Regions from separate parts of the Sus scrofa genome. Here region 1 is linked to region 2. Evidence: chromatin contacts called from public targeted proximity ligation data. All regions are on one chromosome and are shown on one strand. The core of a region is the stretch at or near the end of the contact, and the rest is flanking DNA. Distances in the headings are between cores, read along the strand shown. Region 1 has its middle 38 kb from the start of B3GNT2. Region 2 overlaps LOC106508312 (a long non-coding RNA gene).

Region 1 (6,134 bases), core at 1,751-4,250, 140 kb before region 2:
TGGGCCAGAATTTAACTTCTCTGTGATCTCTCTGCCTTAAGAAAAATGTCAGATGAAATAAAAATTCTTGTTTAGAACAGGATAACAAATACTTCCATGTGCTGGGCTGTATAGATTATATAAGATAAATTAGTTTTTCCTTTATGTTAATTCTATATTGGCTTTCTTTTTTAAATGCTAGGGTCAGAGTTCCCATCGTGGCACAGTGGAAACGAATCCGACTAGGAACCATGAGGTTGCGGGTTCGATCCTTTGCCTTGCTCAGTGGGTTAAGGATCCTGTGTTGCTGTGAGCTGTGGTGTAGGTCACAGACGTGGCTTGGATCCCGAATGGCTGTGGCTGTGGCTGTGGCTGTGGGGTAGGCCGTCAGCTGCAGCTGATTAGACCCCTCGCCTGGGAACCTCCATATGCCTCGGGTGCAGCCCTAAAAAGCAAACATAATAAATAAATAAATGCTAGGGTCATCTGCCAGATAATTTTGAAATTGAACTTTAATTAAACAATAAATCTGAGGAGTTCCTGTTGTGGCACAGTGGTTACGAATCCAACTAGGAACCATGAGGTTACAGGTTCGATCCCTGGCCTTGCTTGGTGGGTTAACGGTCCGGTGTTGCTGTGAGCTGTGGTGTGGGTTGCAGACATGGCTCGGATCCTGCATTGCTGTGGCTCTGGTGTTAGGCTGGTGGCTACAGCTCCGATTCGACCCCTAGCCTGGGAACCTCCATATGCTGAGGGAGCGGCCCTAGGAAAAGGCAAAAAGACAAACCAAACCAAACCAAACAAACAAACAAAAACCAATAAATCTGAGAAATTAGTTATCATGATTTATTCAAGTCTCACGTGAAAGGAAGGGTGTTTGCCCTTAAAATCATCTTAAAAGGTAGAGGCTGAGAATGAGGCACTTTTTTGTCTGTAAGGAGCCCGTAAAATCTTGTTTCTTCACATCATGTGTGAAATGCTGTACTTATTAATTGTAAGATGCAACACCTTTTACATAAGTTTAAAGACCAGTTCAATATGATTTGTAACAATTGTATCATATGACTCATTGCGGAAGTGTTAAAATGTGACATACTTCATCTTAGAATTTAATTGAAATACGGCATTAGTATACACACATACACTCTTAAATTGAAGATGGAGCTCTGTTGAGGTTTCTTTCCTTCTTCTGTCACTTTGATCTGTGTTTAGAAATGTTCGCTCAGGCAACCATGGTAGTGGCTTCTGAGCTCTGGCAGTGGTTTTCCTCCTGTCTGTTGTGTGTGTAAAAGGGGATGTATTGATTGTGCTGAAGCAGCACAAGTAGAGCTTTTAATTTGATTCTAATCCAAGGGCTTATTTCCAAGTCAGGGGCCTGGCAGGTGAACAGGGGTGCTTGCAGCTTCCTGACAGCTGCCCTGCTTCGGGGAAGTGCCCTTTCCTCCTATGCAAGCAGCAGGCCGACCCCATGAACAACTTGCGGCCTCAGTGTCAGCATGGGCTCACTCGTTGCTCTGGGATCCTACCATCTTCTGTCGTGCCCATGCTCATCCTGTCTTCAGCTAACACTCTCTTCCAGTTCATCATCCACGCCCTTCCCAGACTGGCTTTCCTAACCATTCTATGGAAATGGCCATCAGTAATCCTGATCCTGGCACCAATTTCAACCCCCTCCCCTTTTAAAGGAACTATGTCAAAATGAAAAAAATATTATCCTACCCTTGGTTGGGGTTCTTCCAGAAACAGACCTTAAGAGGCGGATTCTAGGAGTTCCCTTGTGGCACAGCTTGTTAAAGTTCTGGTGTTGTCACTGCAGCAGCTTGGGGTTCACTCCCTGGCCAGAGAACTTTCACATGCAGAGGCACAGACCAAAAAAAAAAAAAAAAAAAAAAAGGAAGGGTTCCCTTTGTGACTCAGTGGTTAACAAATCCAACTAGGATCCATGAGGATGTAGGTTGGATCCCTGGCCTCACTCCTTGGATTAAGGATCCAACATTGCCATTATCTGTGGTGTAGGTCGCAGACACGGCTCGGATCTTACATTGCTGGCATAGGCCAGCAGCTGTCGCTCAGATTTGACCCCTAGCCTGGGAGCTTCCATATGCTGTGGGTGCGGCCCTAAAATAGCAAAGAAAAAAAAGGAAAGAATATTAGTATCAAGGGACAGTTTCTTTTTTGTTGGGATCAGAGCACTCTGATTCTAGTGCAAGAGGGTCCATAGTCCATGGCAAAATGATGCGAGGAAGGAGGGCAGCCAGTAGAAGTGTGTGCTAAGCCACCTGGAACTGGATTTCAGGTCAAGAAAGAATATTAAGGAAGTTCTCTTTGTGGTTCAGCAGTTAACAATCCCGACTAGTATCCATGAGGATGTGGGTTTGATCCCTGCCCTCTCTCAGTGGGTTAAGGATCCAGCGTTGCTGTTAGTTGTGGTGTAGGTCGCAGACAAGGCTTGGATCCTGCATTGCTGTGGCTCTGGCGTAGACCGGCGGATACAGCTCTGATCTGACCCCTGGCCTGGGAACCTCCGTGTGCCCTGGGTACGGCCCTAAAATAGCAAAAGCAAAAAAGGAAAGAATATTAATATCAAGGGGCAATTTCTTTTTTTTGTTGGGATCAGAGCCCTCCCTGCCTTGCCTTGACCTTGCTAATACCCACCCTGTTCAGCCTCAAGCACCCTGACCCTCCTCTGACCGCCTTGGAGTGAGGCCTCTCCTTCCCTCCCTTGTTTGTCTTTATTTTCGTGATGACAACTGGCGCTGGCCTGAAAGGGCCTGGGACAGAGCTGTCTCCCCCTCTGTATAGCTCAGCAGCTGAAGCTACTGAGGGGCGGGGTGGGGGTGGGGATGGCCCAGGCTAGAGGGCCCTCGGGCTTTTTCACAGACACTCAACGCTGCCCAGGCCAGTAGCCCTTCAGCTGCCAAAATTTCCTGAGTGGGTAGGAAGAGGCCAGGCCTTCCCAGCTCAGTCTGGCCCCACCCAGCTTCTCCCCGGGCCCCAGAGAAAGGCCTGGCTCTCACTTCCTTTGAATCACTGGACTTTTCCTCCTCGTGTTCAAGGCTTCAAGGGACTGGGCTCAGAATGCCTTTTCCTACTTGTCCTACTTCATTGCAAAATGAGACAGAGTCATGGGTTGTTAACTAATCATTAGGTAATTTATTTCCCGTCTGTGGGTAGAGAGGAGAATGGAAACAGAGAACTTTGTTGGCACATCGAAGAGTTAGCCGGGGGCCAGGTTGGAGGAGCCTAGCAGGAAACCTAACCATGCAGAGCCCCAGGGTCAGACGACAGGTTTCAGGATCCAAAACAGTGACAAGGCTCAAGTCCTGTCTGTCCTTCCCGTTGGAACCTGGGGGCCCCCCCGCACACCTGGAGCCTCTGATCCGCTCTTGCCCTCCTGGCTGGGAGAGGCCAAGGGAGAAAAGAGAGGCCAAGGGAGAAAAGCCAGAAAACGATCACGCATGGGCAACCCAAGCCTCCTCACGAGCAATAATCTCACATGGATTTTTCTGCTTGTGGGATGTGAGACATGAGCGGTGGACATTGAGGGGCGAAGTTGTTGGGCTTAAAGCTGGTGGGAAATGCCTTTATTTATTTGATTGCAAAAGCCTCCCCGAGTGAGTCACTGTGGAAAGAATGAAGAAGGAGGGGTTGTGATGCCTGGTCGGGAAAGCTGGAGAACCTTCTCACTCATGGAGTCCTGCTGGATGGAAGAAGACGAACGGGATGAACAGAAGATGCAGGACAAACCCAGGGAGAGCCCGCTGGCCCGAGAGGCAGGGGAGGAGCACTTCACAGCCTGTCTTGCTGGTCCCACCTCCAGAAATTGTACAAGTGCTTATTAGAAGGAGCTGGCACCGCCCTGCAGCTGAGTACCTGCTCAACATAGGGGCTGTCCTAGCATTTACACCCTCCAGATTTTTTTTCTTTCGTACCTGAGAATTTTTTGGGTTGTTTTAAGAATCAGTACACGGGCATTTCAGTTTGTACACAATCTTACTATATGCAACCCAAATCTAAAACCTCATATAGTTGTTCTGGTGACTTTCCAGCTTCAAATTTGGAGGCCACTTTTCCTTAACAGGATATCAAGTACCAGTACCTTCAGATACTGATCTGCTGTTATATGTCCCATGAATTCACAAGTTAATATCATATACATGACATCCTCAAATCTTCCGTCATTCACAACACATTAACAAAGTTACTAGGAAAACTGGACTACGAGACCAAAGATGTTACCGAGTGCACAAAACTCTGAGCCGGGGAGCCAAGATTAAGGAGTGGTTTGCCTTAGGAAACAATGGTACCAGAAACAACACGGGAAGAGAACTAAGTAATTAAAGTGTTCAAGACATTAAGTGAACAACTGATTTCCAAATTGCCATTTAGTATGTTTTGTGTTTTTTTTATTTTTTATTATTATTTTTGCTTTTTAGGGCTGTACCGTCGGCATATGGAGGCTCCCAGGCTAGGGGTCTAATCAAAGCTACAGCTGCCAGCCTACACCACAGTCACAGCCAGATCCGAGCTGTGTCTGAGACCTACACCGCAGCTCATGGCAATGCTGGATCATTAACCCACTGAGTGAGGCCGGGGCTTGAACCCGAAACCTCATTGTTCCTAGTCAGATTCCTTTCCTGCTTTGTGTTATAGGATATAAAAGCTACCCCTTCGGCTACAGCTCCGATTCGACCCCTAGCCTGGGAACCTCCCTATGCCGCAGGAGCGGCCCAAAGAAATGGCAAAAAAAAACACAAAAAAACAAAAAAACAAAACTGCGTTGCTGTGGCTCTGGCGTAGGCCAGCGGCTACAGCTCCGATTCAGCCCCTAGCCTGGGAACCTCCATATGCCGCAGGAGCGGCCCAAAGAAATGGCAAAAAAAATAAAAAATAAAAAATAAATAAAATAAAAGCTACCCCTTGAGTTCCCGCTGTGGCACCACAGGATCCATGGCATCTCTGCAGCGCCAGGACACAGGTTCAATCCTCAGCCCAGCATAGTGGGTTAATGGTTTTGGCATTGCCGCAGCTGCAGCACAAGTTGCAACTGTGGCACAGATCTGATCCCTGGTCTGGGAACTCCATATGCTGTGGGCAGCCAAAAAAAAGAAGGGGAAAAAAAGCTACCCCCATCTAGGGAACGTTAGGCTGACTCCCAAGACAATCGAAGCCTCCCATACTCACTATCCTATTATTTTCTGGTTGTACCAAAAAATAAACAACCAGCAAATGATTTCACCTCTTTTAAAAAAGTGTGTACACTTAAAAATGTTTTGAGAGTTACTAAAAAGCCTTGCATTTGCAAAATAGTTGATAAAACTATTCCTTTGGATTGTACAAGAAAGGAACCAGGGATCACTGACAGGACCAGGCGTGAGGTGTTAATCAGACTTGGCTTCTTTCTCTCCTGCTTCATCAGAGACTGGGCTCTCCTCATTCTTAGTTTCTCTGTTTTCTGCAGGTAAATCTTTAGTCTCTTGATTAGCCACTTTGGCCTATTTTCCTGTTGCTCTTTTATTTTTTGTTTGGTTTGCACTTTTTTTGTCTGAATGTTTATCCATTCCTGCTGCCTTTTTTGGCTTTATTTCCACTTCTGCAGGAGCAGATTTAGATGACAGACTCACTCATCTCCTCTTGGGCTCCTCCTTCGCTGCCTCCTCAGCCGAGCTGACCTTCTTCTTGGGCATCATTATGGCAGGGCAGGTGTACCAAGAGCTTCGTGAAGCTGGCCTGCCTGGCTGCAGCTGCTACCCCCACCAGAGCTGCTGGAACTGGCAGATTTTTTTTTTTTTTTTTTTTTTTTTTTAATGGCCACACCTGGGCATATGGACGTTCCTAGGCTGAATCTGACCTACCCTGCAGCTTCAGCGATGCTGGATCCTTTAACCCACTGTGCCAGCCAGAGATTGAACCTGCACCTCCGTAGCAACCCGAGTGGCTGCAATTGGATTCTTAACCCACTTTGCCACAGCAGGAAATCCTAGATTTTTAATAATATGGCAAACAATGTATTTTTCTACTTTATTCAAAGTCTGGGAATTTTCATTGCTGGCAGATGAACCCCATAAATTACTCTTCTAAGATGGGATTGGTTTATTTGGAGAGTGTTGCACTTAGAAAACTTGAAATTCAAAAATAGTTTTAACTTTAAATTA
Region 2 (5,826 bases), core at 2,294-4,793:
TCATTAACCACTGAGCCATAACGAGAGCTCCCTCAGCTGACCCCTTGACAGCAACGCTGCAAGAGACCCTGAGCCAAGTCACGTGGCTAAACCACTTCTCAAATCCTTGCGCATTCAACCTGTGAGATAATAAACGTTAGCTGTATCGCACTGCTAGGTTTTGGAGTAATTTATTATACAGCAATAGATAACCAATGCAACTGAGTTAACCTCTGGGAGTTCTTACCCTTTTTAGTGGGATATCAGGGACCTCTTTGAGAATCTGGAACTACGGACCCTCTCAGAAAAATGCACAGACACAAAAACATGTAGATCTCAGTTTCCTGAGGATTGTATATCCTGATAAAGCCCATTCATGGATCTTAGGTTAAAACTTCCTCTAAATACTAGAATAGTCCAAGTATAAATTCTTTCCCACAAAATCCTTTTCCTGTGGGTGACTAATATAAAGAATTTTTTTAATTTGTTCCCTCAGATTATTTTTCCTTGAGATGGAAGAACCAGTTGAAGACCTCTCCCTGCCGCTCACGCATTCCCCTTGTCCCCCGTTCTGCACCCAGCACATGTCACAGAGCAAAGGGGTCAAACTAACTTTTCTCATGGTTCTATTTTTGTGGCTCAATTCTTTTGCAAGAGAGAGTCTGGGTGACTGGTGGGATTTCTAGAAAAGTCAGAAACAGCAATTACTAGAAATACAGGAAGGAAGTATGTTCTTAAAAGATTAAAGCTCCAGGATTCAGAGTTAAATGAGTTAGCTTGGTTTGTATCTTTAGAACACATTGGAACTTTGGGGGAAACTCCCACTGCACTTAACTCTTCCTACCCCTAAGCCCTCCCTCCGCCCCCCTACCCTGTCCATGTTTTTTCATGTACCTCCTTCCTGGCTGACATCAAAGCAAAGGAGAAGCACATTTACTCCTCTCCATTTTCTACTTGGGGAGATAAAGACCTTGAAAAGAACACAGATACAAGAGGAAGAACAACTGAACTTCCTCTCTGAGGTAAGTGTCTGCTGAATCCCTTGAGGCCGTGACTTCTCTTTTTAAATTTTATTTATTTATTTATTTATTTAGCTTTTTAGGGCTGCACCCATGGCATGTGGAGATTTCCAGGCTAGGGGTCTAATCAGAGCTGTAGCTGCCAGCCTATGCCAGAGCCACAGCAATGCCAGATCTGAGCTGCATCTCTGAGCTGCATCTGCGAGCTGCACCACAGCTCATGGCAATGCCAGATCCTTAACCCACTGAGCTAGGCCAGGGATGGAACCCGCAACCTCATGGTTCCTAGTTGGACTCATTTCCACTGTGCCACGATGTGAACTCCTGTTTACTATTCTTTTGTCTGTGATTTCTGATCCAGTAGTGATTGTGGCTCTTGGAGTCACTTCTGCTTTAGGGACCCAGAATGGTTTTCACTTCTATTCATGTGCACATTTCCGTGGGCTGCAGAAGTGTAACAGAATGTAATTTAAGAAATGTAACCAGGAGTTCCCATTGTGGCTCAGAGGAAATGAATCTAACTAGTAACCATGAGGATGCAGGTTCGATCCCTGACCTCGCTCAGTGGGTTAAGGATCCGGTGTTGCCAGAGCTGTGGTGTAGCTCACAGACATGGCTCAGATCTGGTGTTGCAGTGGCTGTGGCTGGCACCTACAGCTCTGATTTGACTGTTTGCCTGGGAACTTCCCTATGCCAAAGGTGCGGGCCTAAAAAAACAAAAAGAGAAAGAAATGTAACCCAGGAAGAGAGCTAGAGCTTGGGGGCTCCATGGTGTGTTTATTTCCAGCAGTTAAGACTAAGGGTTGGATATAGGGGTGGTCTGGGTTGGGAGACATTTGGTAGTTAAAACATGAGTATAAAGGAGCTTGCTTGGAGTTCCAGTTGTGGCTCAGCGGTAATGAACCCGACTAGTATCTAACAGGATGTGGGTTCGATTCCTGGCCTTGCTTGGTGAGTGAGGATCCGGCGTTGCTGTGAGCTGTGGTGTAGGTTGCAGCTGTGGCTCGGATCTGGTGTTACTGTGGCTGCACTGTAGGCCGGCAGCTGTAGCTCCAGTTCAATCCCTAGCCTGAGAACGACCACATGCCATGGGTGTGGCCCTAAAAAGCAAAAAAAAGCAAAGAAAAGAGCTTGCTTGCTGAGAATGCAACCCTGAAAATTTGTGGGTAGAAGAGGAAGAGAAGACCATTGAGGAGGGAGCGGAATGAGAAGAACTGGGAGAGCGAAGGATATGAGAGAAACCATCGGCCAAGGGAGTTATGGATGGAGAGAAAAAGTTTCACACATGAGCGGACAGATTAGGGAGGTGACAGCTGAACATGTGGGTGGTTTTTAGCAGGAGTAGGAGCTAGCTAATGGTCTTGGAAAGAGCGGATCAGTGGAGCAGAGGAGGCAGAAGCCGTTTTGAGCAGGATGAGGAGTGAGTGAGCTGAGGGAGTGGCTCAGGTAAATACAGCTAAACAGAATCACCCAAGATTTGAAACTGGTTAAGGCAGAGACTTCTGTCAGCCCTTATCATGGGCAGGGGTGTAAGAGGCAGCTGGAAGGCCGTGCTCAAAGGACCACTTTGCTGTTTGTTCATATCTACTTTCACTGAATGAGTAAAATCATATTTTTAATAACTGAGGGACATCTATAGAGATAGAAACTTTGGGTTGGGGAAGGTGCCGCGAAGTGAGTAAAAGCCATCTGCCCAAATTAGAACTATGAGAAGAAAAAGCCTTGCCAGGCACCGTGACACACTGAAGCCAATAAGGAATCGAAGGGAAGGGGTGATGAGGGAGTTGCAAGTAATCCAGCATCAGGGCGGGGGATACTGTGGTTTCTGCTGCCTTGTGTCTGAGACACTCTGAATAATTAGCACTCTGACTCTTAGATGTATTAGAGAGCAGCCAGGAGATGGACAACCTGCAACAGACAATTCTAGAACTTTGATTCAGAACACAGAGAACATAGGGTTTGAAGTATTACTTGATTTCAAGTAAATTGATTGACTTGTAACAAATAATTTTATAATATTTCTGATATTTTAACAAATAATTGTTTCTGCTGTGCCATGATGGGAACTCCTAATTGTATTGGTTTTAACAAATAATGTGTTAACATTATTTGTGTTTTAATAAATAATTTTATAATCTTTCTGATATTAAAAAAGTGAGTACAAAAAAAATGGGGGGGGGGAGTTCCCTTCATGGCTCAGCAGTTAATGAACCTGACTAGGATCCATTAGGATGCGGTTCAATCCCTGGCCTCATTCAGCCAACTAAGGATCTGTTGTTGCTGTGAGCTGTGGTATAGGTCGCAGATGAGGCTCAGATCCCATGTTGCTGAGGCTCTCTCATTCAGGCTGGCAGCTACAGCTCTGATTAGACCTCTACCCTGGGAACCTCCATACGCCATGGGTGTGGCCCTAAAAAGCGGGGGGGAAAAAAAAGTGATTACAAACAATATTTTCTAAGAAGTTCCCTTAGGCCACTGGCAGGGGCTGACCTCAGATTCTTGATGTGTTTCTCTGTGTTCACCCAAGGCCTACCCCCTGCTTCTGACTGTTACTATGACAACTTGTCTAGTTGTTCTGTCTCTTGGAGACACTGGCTGCATGTCATCCCCAGCCCTTTGGCAGAGCCCAGTATGCAGGTCCTCTGGGTCACGTTCCTGGCCTGCCTTCAGGTTTAGATAACCCGAAAGTTCCCGTTGTGGCTCAGTGGCTTAAGAACCCAACTAGTTTCCATGAGGATGTGGGTTTGAGCCCTGGCCTCGCTCAGTGGGTTAAGGATCCAGCATTGCTGCAAGCTGTGGCACAGGTTGCAGATGCAACTTGGATTTGGTGTTGCTGTGGCTGGAGCTCTGAATTTTACCCCTAGGCTGGAAACTTCTATATGCCATGGATGTGGCCCTAAAAAGAAAAGAGAAAGAGAGAAAGAAAGAAAAAGAAAGAGAAAGGGAAAGAAAAAGAAAGAAAAAAGAAAAGAAAGGAGGAAGAAAAAGAGAAAAAAAAGAAAGGAACAGGTTTAGATAACCCTGTTCCTGCTGCACACTTTCCTGCTGCTGCTCCCAGGCTTGTCTCTGCTCCTACTGTTGCTGAGCTGGTGCCTCCTATCAGGACACCTGTTGTGCAGACTAAAAGACGGAATATGAAGGCCAGCACAAACTTTCAGTAAGGAAGGCTGAAAGCCCATAAATTTTGGGGGGATGTGCTCAGCCTTACAAAACCTCAGTTGACTGCATGCTGTATCCACAGAAACCTCCACCACTTCCCTTAAAATACAGGAAGAGAAGTAATAAAAGAAAAATTTCCTGTTGAACATTTGTTGACAACCAGATATAAGAAGAGGAACAATGAAATATAAAAGGATGATGGGTTTTATGCTCACTAATGCCCTTCCTGTTAAAAAGTCCAGCTTGGAGGATGGAGTGGGGGACTTGGTCACATAGCTGTGGGCACAGGACAGTCATATAGTCAGGTCTCTTGCTTGGGGGGTCCCGAAGAATAGAGCCAGCCTCTGGATTGATTTCTGGGAGCGTTAGCTTCTTGGATGTCACAATAAACAAAAGTTGGACTTTCTCAAAAATTGAAAGGCATCATTTTGCTGAACTTAAGGCCATGTGGCTTCTTTGGGGACTGGGCATGACTATGGAAAGCCTTGAATACCTTTAGTGGCATTTGCCATTAGGGAGTTTTCTGCCACAATGGCTGTGAACAGGACCTCAGTTGGGAAAGGGCCTCCCAGTAGCCAGATACCTTGTGTCGACTGTCACAGCATCTCCCCAGATTCTACCTTCTGCATCCTGGATCCACCACTGCCTAGGACCTGAAGTTGAGTTCCACCCTGAATGCCTATAAAGAAAGCTTTTAGGAAAATAATGTGAAACAATGATTTTATTGCTTTTGTTTAAAATAACATATATCTGGTATAAAAATGTAAGTAATACAGAAAAGCACAACCAAAAAAGTAAAAAAAAAAAAAAACCCAACTCACTGAGTCCTACTGCCCAGAGACAACCATTTCCAACATTTATAAAACATCATTAACGACCTGTATGTATGTGGATAAATAGAACTGAAGAATTTTTTAAAACTAGGATTATACTCTGCACACCGTTATATTTTATTTATTTATTTATTTATTTAATTTTAAGGCCACACCTGCGGCAGATGGAAGTTCCCAGGCTAGGGATTGAATCAGAGCTACAGCTGCCTGCCTATGACCTACACCTCAGCTCACGATAGCACAGCAGATGACCTACACCGCATCTCACAGCAACAGCGGGATCCTTAACCCACTGAGCAAGGCCAGGGATTCAACCTGCATCCTCATGGATACTAGTTGGGTTCATTACTGCTGAGCCACAATGGGCACTCCCTGCATACCCTTTTAGATGATAAACAGTTTTAATATTGTTCACTTGAATTTACATTAGAAGAGTTGAACTGAAACTTAGAAATGACTAAATTGATGGTTTCTTCACCACAAGTTCTTAAAAAGATTAATTCCTTTAGAGTTAAAAAACAGAATGAAAAACATTAAAAGATTGAATTTACTATGCTTGAAAAAAAGCAAGTTTCACTTTTAAGTCATATCATTGAATTTCTGCTATGAATAATCCCATGCCCAATGCTCTCTTAATTTTTATTATATTCCATTGTTAATATTGACCTCACTTGATTTTGTTCTCTTAGCCATACTTCTTGCTACTGTTGATTTCAGCCCTATATTTAATAGGCTTAGTGCTCCCCTCTCCATGTTACCCCACTGTTATAGGTTCAACTGTATCCTCCCTAAAGAAGGCATGTTGGAGTCCTAATTCCAGGTACCTCAGAATGTGA

The links.
Region 1: a contact with region 2 is called in a targeted proximity ligation map of alveolar macrophages. A contact is called at or near these places in 1 of 47 Hi-C or Micro-C datasets (embryonic fibroblasts) and 1 of 2 datasets of targeted methods (alveolar macrophages).

The regions. Positions count from the first base shown.
Region 1 is chr3:79,663,192-79,669,325 of Sscrofa11.1, reverse strand. It overlaps the pseudogene LOC100521006. Among named protein-coding and RNA genes, the nearest start is that of B3GNT2, 38 kb to the left of the region's middle.
Region 2 is chr3:79,528,383-79,534,208 of Sscrofa11.1, reverse strand. All of the region lies in intron 1 of LOC106508312 (a long non-coding RNA gene), which reads left to right. Among named protein-coding and RNA genes, the nearest start is that of TMEM17, 120 kb to the right of the region's middle.